Linked DNA regions of Sus scrofa: region 2 is linked to region 1. A link is a contact called in public Hi-C data. All regions are on one chromosome and are shown on one strand. Each heading gives the region's core, a stretch centred on a gene start, on an enhancer-like site or on the middle of the called end of the contact. The rest is flanking DNA. Distances are from core to core; before and after follow the strand shown. Region 1 overlaps BACH2 (transcription regulator protein BACH2). Region 2 overlaps LOC102157779 (a long non-coding RNA gene).

What was found. A called contact is a pair of places that touch in the nucleus more often than the background predicts.
Region 2: a Hi-C map of embryonic fibroblasts shows a contact between it and region 1, with 2.7 times the contacts expected there. The contact joins two enhancer-like sites. A contact is called at or near these places in 2 of 47 Hi-C or Micro-C datasets (embryonic fibroblasts and epiblast stem cells).

What each region holds. Positions count from the first base shown.
Region 1 is chr1:58,082,365-58,089,500 of Sscrofa11.1, forward strand. All of the region lies in intron 2 of BACH2 (transcription regulator protein BACH2), which reads right to left. Among named protein-coding and RNA genes, the nearest start is that of BACH2, 200 kb to the right of the region's middle. Within about 2 kb of position 2,412, at least 8 of the 83 cell types and tissues checked have an H3K27ac peak or open chromatin away from gene starts, as enhancers often do. A contact at or near this core is called in embryonic fibroblasts, where this site is marked.
Region 2 is chr1:58,454,879-58,461,556 of Sscrofa11.1, forward strand. LOC102157779 (a long non-coding RNA gene) reads left to right here. Exons shown (of 5, transcript XR_001306010.2): 4 at 1-149; 5 at 1,164-3,447. Among named protein-coding and RNA genes, the nearest start is that of MAP3K7, 89 kb to the right of the region's middle. Within about 2 kb of position 1,368, at least 16 of the 83 cell types and tissues checked have an H3K27ac peak or open chromatin away from gene starts, as enhancers often do. A contact at or near this core is called in embryonic fibroblasts, where this site is marked.

The sequences.
Region 1 (7,136 bases), core at 1,162-3,661:
CCACGATGGGAACTCCTGGTCTCTCTGTTTTTAACACCCCCTCCCCTGGCATCAAGGGTCCCCAGGACAATCCCAGGTCAGGTGATTCGCTAGGAGACTCACAGGACTCAGCATAGAGTCATCCTCACAGCCAGCCATGATTTATTACAATCATCTGTTCCTAGCTCCAGCCCTGCCTGGGGTCTGGCCACATACCTCCCTTCAGCCCCCCTCTCCCCCCAACACTCCCCTTCCCCCACAGGCTCCACTTCCTGCCGTTGCTTCTTCACATGACAAACTCAGCTTCTCTCTCTGGATTTACAGCCCCCTATGCCTGCCATCATCTGCCTCATATAAAAATCAATTGTGCTTAATCCTGCTGTGGTCACACACTCTTTAGAGGATCCTGGGCCATGGCCCTGAATCCCGCTGGGCCCGTGACCATGTGGCACCATCAGGGCCAACTCTAGCCTTGCTCAAGTCCCAGCCCAGCCAACATTCCCTGACTCTGACTCCGGCCACCTAAGTCTTTTTCTCCGGCTCCTGTCCATGTCCCAGCTCCAGCCAGACTCTCGGCAGGCTGAGGAAGAGAAAGAACGGGGAGAGAAGAGTGAAAGAAGTGGCAGAAGCTGCTGTGGTTACACACGGGGACTGAGTTTGTCTATATGGGAGGTATATTCTGCAGAGCTTCCAAAAAATTTTTTTTGATAAACCACAGATCGGCAGAGCTGCAAGGGATCTTGGAGACCATGGAATCCAACCTCTTCATTTTACTGCATAGGAAACCAAGGTGTGAAGAGAAGGAAGGCAGGAAGGCAGGGAGGGAGAAAGGGGAAAGCACATGTACTGTGGTCTCATCATCAGCTCCAGATACACGGGCCCAGGGGTCCACAGCCAAGGGTGGCAGGGTTGGGACCACACGGCTCTTAAATGAGCGTTTTTATCCCACATGAGCTTTTGCCAGTTACTTCCATATTCACATGATATGGAGGAAAGCACTTGACCTTTAACATACGAAGGTACTTAGAATTCCCATCTCAAAAGGCAAATGGTTTTCTCCTCTGTATTAGCCAACAGAGGTTTTTTTGTTTGTTTGTTTTTTGTTTGTTTGTTTGTTTTTTAATTGTGGCAAAATATGCAAACCCCCAAGCTGACCATTTTAATCATCTTTAAGCGTACAGTTTAGTGGCATTAAGGACATTCACTTAGTTGTGCAACTGTCATCACCACCTACCCAAAACATCTTTAAGTGAGCATAGACTATAAATTCAAAATAAGATTGAAGGACCCTCAAAAAGAAGACTGAAGGAAAAGACAGGTGGAAAATAAATTTGTGGGGGATTACATTTCACCCAATAAAACCGTTCATACACATGAGATTTCCCATGACATATTTTTCATTATTCTCCTAGTCTTGAAACCAGAACTGTGAGAATGCTGGGCACCGGGTGAAAAGGCAGATTTTTTTTTTTTTTTTTAGGGCAGCTTTTGTCATTTCTCTAGAATCTATGTTAACTGTATTCACTTACAAACATGTCGAATCTATGTTAACTGTATTCACTTACAAACATGTCAGGCAACCCAGGACATCACAGCCATCCACGCCTCCTCCATAAAAGGACAAGTAAAACAGTATTTCTTGGAAAGACAGGCATTGACCAGTGCACCGCACCTAGATGGGGCCGCCTCTGCCACTCTGGTCTGCCTCGAAGGGTTCCCAAGTGTTGGCACAGAGCACAAAGAATGTCCCTTAGCTATTCAGCATTTCAACTGAATATGCTGTTCAACTCCACAATATATTTAGCGAGATTTCTTCCCTCCCTCCTTCCTTTCTTGGTTTAATGACCTCAAATGTACCAACATCCTGTCTTACCTAATCCCCTAACAAGTTCTATCAAATGCCAGGACAGAATCAGACAGCACTGCAGGCAGTGAGATCATTCGCAAAGAATTCATTTTTATTCCAAAAATGAGGAGTGCCAGACCATTCAACACAATCTATCACACAGCCAGAGAATGAGCCTGGCACTTTAAGAGGAACATTTAATTTTTTAAAAAACCTTTCTCCCATCCTAGGTCCTTTCACAAGCTGATAAGTCTCTCCCTAGAACAGGATGCACAAATAAACACAAAGCCTTTCCACATAACAGGAAGGGTTCAAGGGCCCTTGAAAGTCTAAGAATCCATGGACCTCAGGTTAAAACCCCCTGTGACAATGACTCTGACAAGAATTCACTTTGGGCATGGCTCTCCATACTGGATCCTGGTCACTGGAGCATCTTGGGGTAACTTCCTCTGCTGTCACTTTAGTCTCTGGGTCAGAAACGACCTTTCTTGTTTTGGCTTCAGGAACATGCCCCGCTAGCTTCTGGTCAGAGTGAGAGTGAACATGGCCAAGCCTCCCCCAAGCCAGCTGGCAGCTCTGGGAATATTCATCCTCTGCCTGGTCTCCCACATACTTGCCTTACCCTGACAGTCTTTGGTTCTGCTCTCTGATGTGTGTCATAGATCCTGCTGTCCCCTCTCTGTCCCTGTTACTTTCTTTCTTGGCCTTTTGTGCATTTTTTTTTCTTTTTACAGCCACCCCTATGGTATTCGGAATTTCCGGGGATAGGGGTCAAATCAGAGCTGCAGCTGCGGGCCTATGCCAAAGCCACGGCCACAACCGTTCCGAGCTACATCTGCGACCTACGCCACTGCTTGAAGCACTGCTTGATCCTTAAACCACTGAGTGAGGCCGGGGATCAAACCCGCATCCTCATAGACACTATGTTGGGTTCTTAACCTGCTGAGTCACAATGGGAACTCCTTTAAACTTTTTCATTGAGATCTAATTCACATATCATAAATTTCACACTTTTGCAATGTACAATTCAATGGTTTTTAGTACGTTCACAGAGTTGTGTATGCCATCATCACCAAAATCTCATTCCAGAACATTTTCATCATCCCCAAAAGAAACCCCTTACCCATTAGCAGTTAGTCCTCACTTCCCCCTCCCTCTCAGCCCTTGGCAATCACTAATCTATGTCCTGTTTCTATGGATTTGCCTATTCTGTACATTTCTTATAAATGAAATCATACACTAAGTGGCCTTTTCTACCTGGCTTCTTTCACTTAGCATGTTTCCAAGGTTAATCCATGTTGTAGTATGTATTAATACTTTATTCCTTTTTATGGCTGAATAATAATAGTCCATTGTATGTATATATCACATTCTGTTTATCCACTTATTAGATGATGGACATCTGGGTTGTTTCTACTTTTTAGCTATTATGAATGATTCTGCTATGAGCACTTAAGTACAGTGAGATATATGTAGACATATGTTTTTAAAAAATCTTTGAGTATAGCTGACTTACAAAGTTGTGTTATTTTCAGGTATACAGCAAAGTGAATCAGTTATACATAAATATATATCCATTCCTTTTCAGATTCCTTTCCCATATAAGTTATTATACAGTATTGAGTAGATTTCCTCATGCCTACATAGAGTAGTCCTTTTATATAATTGTGTGTATATGTAGACATACACTTTTTTTAATTGTTATTTCCCCAAAACATTTTTTTCCTACTGTACAGCATGGTGACCCAGTTACACATACATGTACACATTCTATTTTCACACATTATCATGCTCCATAGTAAGTGACTAGACATAGTTCCCAGTGCTACACAGCAGGATCTCATTGCTAATCCAGTCCAAAGGCAATAGTTTGCATCTATTAACCCCAAGCTCCCCATCCACCCCACTCCCTTCCCCTCCCCCTTGGTAACCACAAGTCTATTCTCCAAGTTCATGATTTTCTTCTCTGTGGAAAGGTTCATTTGTGCCATATATTAAATTCCAGATATAAGTGATATCAAATGGTATTTGTCTTTCTCTTTCTGACTTAATTCACTCAGTATGAGAGTCTCTAGTTCCATCCATGTTGCTCCAAATGGCATTACCTCATTCTTTTTTACAGCTGAGTAGTATTCCATTGTGTATATACATACCACATCTTCCTAATCCAGTCATCTATCGATGGACATTTGGGTTGTTTCCATGTCTTGGCTATTGTGAATAGTGCTGCAATGAACATGCAGGTGCATGTGTCTTTTTTAAGGAAAGTTTTGTCTGGATATATGCCCAAGAGTGGGATTGCTGGGTCATATGGTAGTTCTATGTATAGATTTCTAAGGTATCTCCATACTGTTCTCCATAGTGGTTGCACCAGCTTACCTTCCCACCAACAGTGCAGGAGGGTTCCCTTTTCTCCACACCCCTCCAGCATTTGTTATTTGTGGCCTTATTAATGATGGCCATTCTGACTGGTGTGAGGTGGTATCTCGTGGTAGTTTTGATTTGCATTTCTCTTATAATCAACGATGTTGAGCATTTTTTCATGTGTTTGCTGGCTATCTGTATATCTTCCTTGGAGAAATGTCTATTCAGGTCTTTTGCCCATTTTTCCATTGATTGATTGGCTTTTTTGCTGTTGGGTTGTATAAGTTGTTTATATTCTAGAGATTAAGCCCTTGTCGATTGCATCATTTGAAACTATTTTCTCCCATTCTGTGAGTTGTCTTTTTGTTTTCTTTTGGGTTTCCTTTGCTGTGCCAAAGCTTGTCAGTTTGATTAGGTCCCACTGGTTTATTTTTGCTCTTATTTCTGTTGCTTTGGGAGACTGACCTGAGAAAATATTCATGATGTTGATATCAGAGAATGTTTTGCCTATGTTCTCTTCCAGGAGTTTGATAGTGTCTTGTCTTATATTTAGGTCTTTCAGCCATTTTGAGTTTACTTTTGTGCATGGTGTGAGGGTGTGTTCTAGTATCACTGATTTGCATGCAGCTGTCCAAGTTTCCCAGCAATGCTTGCTGAAAAGACTGTCTTTTTCCCATTTTATGTTCTTACCTCCTTTGTCAAGATTAATTGACCATAGGTGTCTGGGTTTATTTCTGGGTTCTCTATTCTGTTCCATTAGTCTGTGTAGACATACACTTTTAATTCTCTTAGATATATACCTGGGAATAGAAATGATGACTAATATTCAATGCGTCAAATTGGCTAGGCCAAGGTACCCATTTATTTGGTCCAATGTGTCCAAAAGTTACTGTGAAAGTATTTTTTAGATGAGGTTAACATTTATATATCAGTATATCTGAGAAAAGCAGATTATGTTCTATAAGGGGGGGTGCTTATCCAATCAGTTGAAGACCTTAAGGAAAAGACTGACCTCCCTCAAGAAAGAGGAAATTCTGACTTGCCTTTGGACTTGAACTGCAACATCAGCTCTTCTCCAAGTCTTTAGCTGGCCTACTCTCCAGAATTTGGACTTGCCAGTCTTCACAATTTACGTAAGACAGTTCCTTAAAATAAATCTCTCTCTGTGTATATATACACACATCTTAAGGGTTCTGTTTTTCTAGAGAACCCTGATCAATACTCCAGGTCACATGATAACTGTATTTACTATTTTAAGGAATTGCCAAACTGTCTTTCAAAATGGCTATTATAATTCCACCACAGCCACAGCAATGCAGGATCAGAGCTGTATCTGTGACCTACATCACAACTCACAGCAATGCCAGGTCCTTAACCCACCAAGTGAGGCCAGGAATCAAACCTGTGTCCACATGGATCCTAGTTGGTTTCGTTATCGGTGAGCCATGATGGGAACTCCCTTGACATTCTTAGCAACACTTATTACTATCTGCCTTTTTGTTTTCAGCCATTCTAGAGGGGATAAACTGACATTTCATTGTGGTTTTAATTTGCATTCCCCTAATGACTATAATGATACTAAGCATCTTTTCATGCACTTATTGGCCATTTGTATGTTTTTTTTTGGTGAAATGCTTATTTTAATTCCTTGCCTTTTACTTAATTGGGTTGTTTGTCTTTTGACTGTTAAGCTGTAAGAATTCTTCCAAAATTCTGCATACAAATACTTGATCAGATGTATGATTTGCAAATAGTATTCCTAATCTGTGGTTCCCTTTGAAGCATATAAGAATTTTTTGAAATTACATTATCTATTCTTTTTCTTGTTTCTTGGACTTTTGATATCATGTCTAAGAAACCACTGCCTAATCTAACTAAGGTCACGAAAATTTTTATTCCTATTTTTCTTCTAAGAGTTTTATAATTTTAGCTCTTATATTTAGTTTTATGATCCAATTTGAGTTTTTGTACATAGTGTAATGTAGGGATCCAACTTCATTCTTTTGCATGCAAATATCCAGTTATTCCAGAACCATTTGTTGAAAAGACTATTCTTTCCCTATCTTATAGTTCTGGCATCCTTGCTTAAAAATTTTGACCACAAACATTAAAGGTTTATTTCTAGACTCTTGATTGTATTCCACTGTCTATCATATAAATATATGTCTTGATTAATGTAGCTGTGTAGTAGTTTTGAAATCAGAAAATGTGAGTTTTCCAACTTTATTCTTTTTCAAGATTAATTTAGCTATTCTGGGTCCTCTGCGTTTCCATATAAATTTTAAAATTAGCCTGTCAATTTCTGCAAAAAACTAGCTGGGATTTGACAGAGATTGTGTTAAAATGTATGTTGATCAGTTTGGTGGTATTCCTATCTAAACAATATCAAGTCTTCTAATCCATGAACATTGGATATCTTTTCATTTATTTAAGTCTTCTTAGTTTCTTTCCATAGTGTTCTGTAGTTTTCAGTGTATAAGTCTAGCACCTTTTTGTTAAATTTATTCTTAGTATTTCTTTTTTTAGACATTATTATAAATAGTTGCCTTCTTACTTTTATTTTCAGAGTGTTTCATTGCTAGTGCACTGAAATGAAATTGATCTTTGTACATCGACCTTTTATCCTATAAACTTTTAACCTTTCCTTTTATAGTGATAAGGATTTTGTTGTTGTTGGTTTTTTTTTTAACCACGTCTGTGGCATGTGGAACCACCATAGCAGTGACCTGAAGATTGGAGTATTGTGAAGCACAAATAGATCCCAGCACATAAGCCCAGCACTTAAATTGCACTGAAAACACTAAGAGCCCACACTACTAGCCCCTCCTCCCTTGGCAATGGGTGACACTCTTATTTCGGGGCCATAGCCTCAGTGTCACTCCTACTCTTGTGACAGCCCATACAACAATTTGGACAGATATGTTCCTGGGACTCTAAGACACACAGT
Region 2 (6,678 bases), core at 118-2,617, 370 kb after region 1:
TAAACACACAAGATACCCCCCACCCCGTACTGGCTGCATCACTATTGAACCACCTGCCTCGTTGCCTGGACTACCTCTTCTGGATGGGCCTGTCAAACTGAACCTCAGCAGAGCTAGGCCTGGGGGGACTTCCCATCCGCCTCAGCCAGGTGGGCATCTTGGCATCTTGCTCTACCTCACCAAAGAATCTGCACTAGGGAGTTCCCATTGTGGCTCAGCAGGTTAAGAACCCAACTAGTATTCATGAGGATGCAGGTTTGATCCCTGGCCTCGCTCAGTGGGTTAAGGATGTGAGCTGTGGTGTGGGTCACAGATGAGGCTCGGATCCCATGTTGCTGTGGCTGAGGCTGTGGCGTGGGCTGGCAGCTGCAGCTCCAATTCAACCCCTAGCCAGAACATCCATATGCCACGGGTACAGCCCTAAAAAGCAAACACACACACACACACACACACACACACACACACACACACAAGAATATGCACTAGGACACTGGGACCCATCTCAGCCCCCTTCTGTGCCAGCACTGGGGTAATAAGACACTATTCATGGTCAAAGAATGTGCTAACTACTCACAGAGTGACACAAATAGTAGCCTTTAAATCAGAGAAACCCTCACTCCAATTCCATGGCTTGAGCAAGTCACTTCAGCACTCTAATCCTCAGTCTCCTCATTCGAAGACCGGGATCATGATAACATATACCCCTGTTAGCCTTTGTTAGAGAAAAAAAGGTCATGTATATTAAGTGTAAACATAGTGCTTTCTCTGTGCTCAATATACATTAACTCATATTAATAAAACAATTTTAGTGCAGGACGTTCCTTTCTAGAGGGAGGCAGGCTGGGCCACTCCCCAGAGATGCTCTTCTTTGCGATGAGAATGTGATACACTGTATTTGGGGAGAAGTCAGCTCACCACATCCTTTGAGTCTCGGATTTCCTATTAACAGCACTTACTCTGTAACCGGTCACAACACTGAAAGTGACCAGGATGTTACACAGCCTGAAGATTTGTTTTTGAAGTACAGAGCAGGAGATGTGGAATTTTCCTTCTAGAGCTGGGGCAGCCCTGCTTACTCAGAAGAATGATGATTCCTGGGTATTCCTAGGGTGGGCAGCCCCATTAAGCATCTCCTTCATTCACTTTTCTACTTAATTCAGCAGAAGGTCCCACAGCAGGCATCTCTACACAGTCATAGAAGCCTCTGACGAGGTTGGATGGAGAGCACAGAGAAAACTCCAGATAATCAGACGCACTGAAACTGCTACCACGACACTGGAGTTGCAGGATGACTCACCCTGGGCTGCTGCAGGAAACTCCTCTGGTCGCTGCCCTGGATCCTCAACGGTAAAGGGTCCCTGGAAAACTGTGCTTGGACTGCCACCTAGTGGTTACAAAAAGCAAGACTCGGTCTGGGCAGGATTCTGCTTCCCCAGTCACACCCACCACAGTTATCACCCAGAATCAGCATCTCCTCAAAGAAATTTTAGAAGATGAAAATTTTATTCACAGATTCACAACCTAATTCCCTATTTTAATTTGGTTTAATTATATCATCCACCTAATACACTGCAACACTGAGATTCAAGGTAGGGGCAAAAGCACCAGCCTAGGGAGTCTAAAGGCTCTTTTGAGTCACTAGCTCACTGTTCAACTTCGGGGAAGTGGCTTGAACCTTCCATTTTCTCTTAGGAAAATGGACATTAACAATATGCAGAGTTTAGGCGGCTGCGAGGTCTGTGCATGAAGCCCCTTTATAAACTGTATGATGTTCTCCCCTTTCTAGCTTCCTGCTCCTGTTTCCCTGGGATTCTGCACCCCGATGTCCACACCCACCCTTCAGTTAAACCAGTCAGCCAAACCCCTGTCCCCCTTCCCCTTCCCCGGGAAGCAGAGGCCTCCTCTTCTTTCGTAGTGCTGGAAATAGAACACAGAAACCAAACCAAACCAAAACAAAACAAAAAACAACAGCCAAAAAAGGAAAGATCCAGCCCAGGATGTGCTCATAGAACAGTTAACAATGAAAAGAGTCAAGGGAGACTTCTGCCATCGACAGCCTGCACTCACCAGGAGAAAATTCACTCAGAGGACAAAACACTGTGGCAGGTTGTCACCAGAGTGGCGGTGCTGAGGCTGCACCTAGTGACGGCACCCCACACGGAGACAGAGGGATCTGCTTGTTCCTCAGCCTCAGCCCTGGCCCTGGGCCCTCCTGCCTGAACTGGGTAGAGATGTCCTCAGAACAACTTCCTGCCCCGCTCAGGGCCCCTCTGATCTCTGGAATTCACCAGGGATCCCACATTCCACACGCAGGTCTGGGCTCCCGTAGCTCAGGCCCCACCTCACGTCTCTGTGGGGCTGATTGCGGCTCACTGGGTGTCCCGCGTCCCCAGCTGACTCACAGAGATTTCCAACCTTGCATGATGATGCACCCGTATCTGTAACTTCATTTTAAGCACACACCTCACTATGAATGTTTATTTCCATAGAAAGAGGCACTCCTGTATTAATATACAGTGTATGCTCTAGACATTTCAAAGGATGAGAAATTAAAATATAATGCATGTATGCATGTAACGCCTATGCCCACAAGTAGGTGCGTCCCCTTTTGGGCCTGGGACCTTTCTCTGACTGGTTAGAGCTGTGGTTGGGGCACATGGAGCTTGTATGGGGACCCTCTCCTGAAGCCCACCATGGATTCAGAGACAGAGGTGATGTTTGCTAGGAGGGGAGTCAGGTGTGAGGAAGAAGCATGATTCTCTTCTCAAATCACACCTTCCTCCTGGGCGTCTGATCAGCCAACAGCCACACGTCACGAGAACCTGGGACGCAGAGGCCACTAGCTTTCTTGTCCTGTGTTACAGGATCTTGCGATTCTCTGAGACGACTCCTGTCATGATTTTCTGAAGAAGAGAGGAGCAGTTCTCCAGCAGCTCTACGGGTTCCTATATGTACATTGTACCATTCCATCCCCAAAGCCATCCTGAGGGACAGGCGTGTGTTCCCTGCTGCAGAAGGAAGCTGAGGCCAGGAGAGGATAAGTCATGCCCTCAGGCCACCTGTCTCCTCAGAAGTAGAGTCTGCCTATTTGTAAAGCCTCAGACTAAGCCCGCAGTACGAGGCAGGGCCTGGCTATGCATGAACATGGAACTGGACATCCTTGGCCCAAACTCCACTGGCAGTAGAGAGGACTCTTCTTACAGTGTCCTCTACCTTAAAAGCAAAGATTTGTTCTGTACTTAGTCTCCTGTGGTTTTCCATGTGGCTGGTTATAAGGGTCATTACTAAGGCTCGTCTACTCCCCATCTTCCCCACTAATCTACTATCAAAGAACTAGAGGTTCCCACCTTTAGATTTTATTTTTTTATGTTATTTATTTATTTCTTCTTTTTATAGCCACACCTGCAGCATATGGAAGTTCCCCGGGCCAGGGGTAAAATCGGAGCTGCAGCTGCCAGCCTTCACCACAACACCAGATACGAGCTGCATCTGCAACCTACACCACAGCTTGAGGCAACTCCGGATCCTGAACCCACTGAATGAGGCCAGGGATCAAACCTGCATCCTCACAGAGACAGTGTTGGGTCCTTAACCCATTGAGCCACAATGGGAACTCCTAGCTTTTGTTTTATCTAGTGATGCAAGAAGTGGAAGAGATAATCTACCTTCTGGTCCAACACTGTAGCCACTAGCCACATTTGGCTACCTACATTTAAACTAATTAAAATTAAATAAGAAATTTTAAAAGAAGATTTCTCTCTGGCACTAGCCATATTTCAAAGGTTTAATGGCCACCTGTGGCTAGTGGCTAACATATTTAAAGTACAGAAGTCAAACATTTCCGTTCTCTCAGAAATTTCTGTCCGATGGTACTGGTAGACAGAAGCATTGATTTTAAAACAAGCAAGAGATTAAATGCTTCGCTTAAGGTCTGTGGCAGAACTATGAAGGAAACCCAGTTTTCCATATTTGAAAGCTAGTCTTCTCGTTACTACACTGGGGGGGGTGTCATTTAAAAATGCCCAGGGGAGGAGTTCCCATTGCGGCACAGTGCTCACGAATCTGACTAGTATCCATGAAGACATGGGTTCAATCCCTGGCCTTGCTCAGTGGTGGGTTAAGGATCTGGTGTTGCTGTGAGCTCTGGTATAAGTTGCAGATTCGGCTCGGATCTGATGTTGCTGTGGCTGTGGCTTAGGCCAGCAGCTGCAGCTCCAATTCGATGCCTAGCCTGGGAACTTCCATATTCTATGGGTGCAGCCCTAAAATAAATACGTAGATACATACATACATAAATAAATACATAAATAAAATGCCAAGGAAGAGGTTTCTCAATGGAGTGTTAATACCCATCATCACAAGTTAACATAAAGGACCATCTAGTCCTCCCTGGAAGAAGCCAGGTTGGGCAGTGTGGACGGCCAGGAGGAATCACAGGAGAAGAGTCTCCATCATGACTCAGGGCATGGGTCAGGCAAGCCTAAAGGTAGGGCAAGTGCGTTATCCATGTCTGTCTTGCCAGCCCTGGACCAGAGCTGGGACTCCATTGTGCCAAGGGAAACAGGGAGCCAGGGGTAGCCCAAGTGGCTGGAGATCAAGCAAAAGACAGTTAGGGAAGACTGGGAACTCTAACCAAGATCTTCAGCAGGAGCAGGGTGTCTCCCTGCTGGCTTGTCGCCGTCTTGTCTGGGCCCTCCAGATTTATGCTCTGCTTACTGGGCTGTACCACACCATTCTGGAGCTGTTGAACTTTGCCTTAGTTCATGTCATAGGAACCTTGGTAATGAATTTCAACGCATTGGGAAAACACAGATGAGGCATAGGTTAAAAGTTTAGTTTTGTTTTCAGCAGCTATAGAGCTGAACCGTAGAAGGAAGGTAGGATGGGAATTCAGAAGACTTGGGTGTAATAATAATCTCCAGCACTCTTTGATCTTAGGCATCTCACTTAGCCTCAGTATGCTTAATCTGTGAAATGGATCAACAGTAAGGATTTCTTAGCAGGATTGTTGAGGAGATCCCATAAGGTAATATTCTAGACAGTTTTCTGCAGAGCAGAGAGCCCTGTCTGGGTGTTGATTAGTTATGATCTTTACTATTGTTCCCTCACTTGGCGCCTCTTCCATAGCAGTTAGGGTGCATAATTCTGGGTGGCCACATTACCTTAGGTTTACCAGATGTACGTGTTTCCCCCCAAGATGTATTGTGTTTTTTTAAACCATCAATGGAGCTACCTAATATCCTTATTTGAAGATGATGTAGTCTCAATGTCTGTGGTTTTGTGAGCCAGGAAAGAATAGTTTAATGGTTCAATTAGCTCCTTGAGGAAATACGTGGTGCTTGAGATATGCCAAATAAGCAGCATGCAACCTCTGTGGGGGGACAAGAAGTCAGACGACTTCTTGTGAAGACACAGCTTCCTGCAGAGCCAGATGTAGTTCGCATTTTCCTCTTGCTTTTTCCCAATAGCTGTGCTCAGGGGGGATAAACTTTACTTAACCTAATTAATTTTAATCACAGCTTTCAAATCTCATACTGTGAAAAGAATTACAAATTGGAATACATTAATAGAAGCCATAGTTTATGCTGTAAGCTAATCATGAAATGTGCATTTACATTTTCTGCATGAGTTTGCAATTACCATTAAAATAAAATTCCGTTATGTCCTTTTAAATTACCAAAATGTGAAGAGCAGATTGAGTCAGGCCCATTTTTGTGCTAAATTACCAGAAGATTGTCTAAATTTCCAAGAATCAGACAGCTTCCTCCATTTGAGTTGCAGCGAGGAATGATTTCTAGTCATCTGCTCCAAGCTATTTCCATTTTTAAATAATAGTCTTTTAAACTAATTGCGCAAATGTCTCACCTGCTTTAACAAGTATTCCTTTGAGTTTAGTACAGAGGAAAAATCATACATGTGTTTGTATATATATATATGTATATACATGCATACATATGTGTACATACATGTTAGGTATGTTTAGATCTATACATGTAATTTCGCTTTTAGGTTTCATGTGCACTTTTATTTTATGGATGTAAGTAGATGTTACCTGGCTCCTCAAAGAATCTGAGGCATCTCAGATCTAAACTTAGAGGAAACAGAGGATGTAATAATAATAACACTAATAAAGAATTTATTCTCAAACTAGAATAGAACAGCAAGGCGTCTGTGGAGTATTATCACGGCTCCTCTGCACGTAGGCCTCATGCTTTTTACCTCTTTGCTTTCATGGCATCTCTCTTGGTCCTGAGGCCGCAGCACAGGTACGATCATCTCCATTCTGCAGGTGAGGAGAGTGCATCTTTCAAACCCAGGGGCTCTTTCTATAGGAAAGCTCCTGGCATTGGGAAAGAGGATTTTTGAACTCTGATGGCCCAACAGAGAGGAACCAGGGGCCATAAGCAATGACCACAGACAAACAGCATCCTGATATCTGAATATCAGTGCCTGCAAAATGTGGTCGGGTGAACGTTCCTCTCTAATACAGTATGAAGCTTCAGCGGGTTTGTTCAGTGACCTGGCTGGACTCATTTAGACTTGGGTTTCCTGGGAATATTTCACATCTAATTATGCCTGAGAATGTTCTTAGTATATTGCTGGCTGGTTCTCTAGCAATGGACAGAAACAACTCCCACCACAATAATTCCAGTGATAGCAGCTACCAATTATTGATTG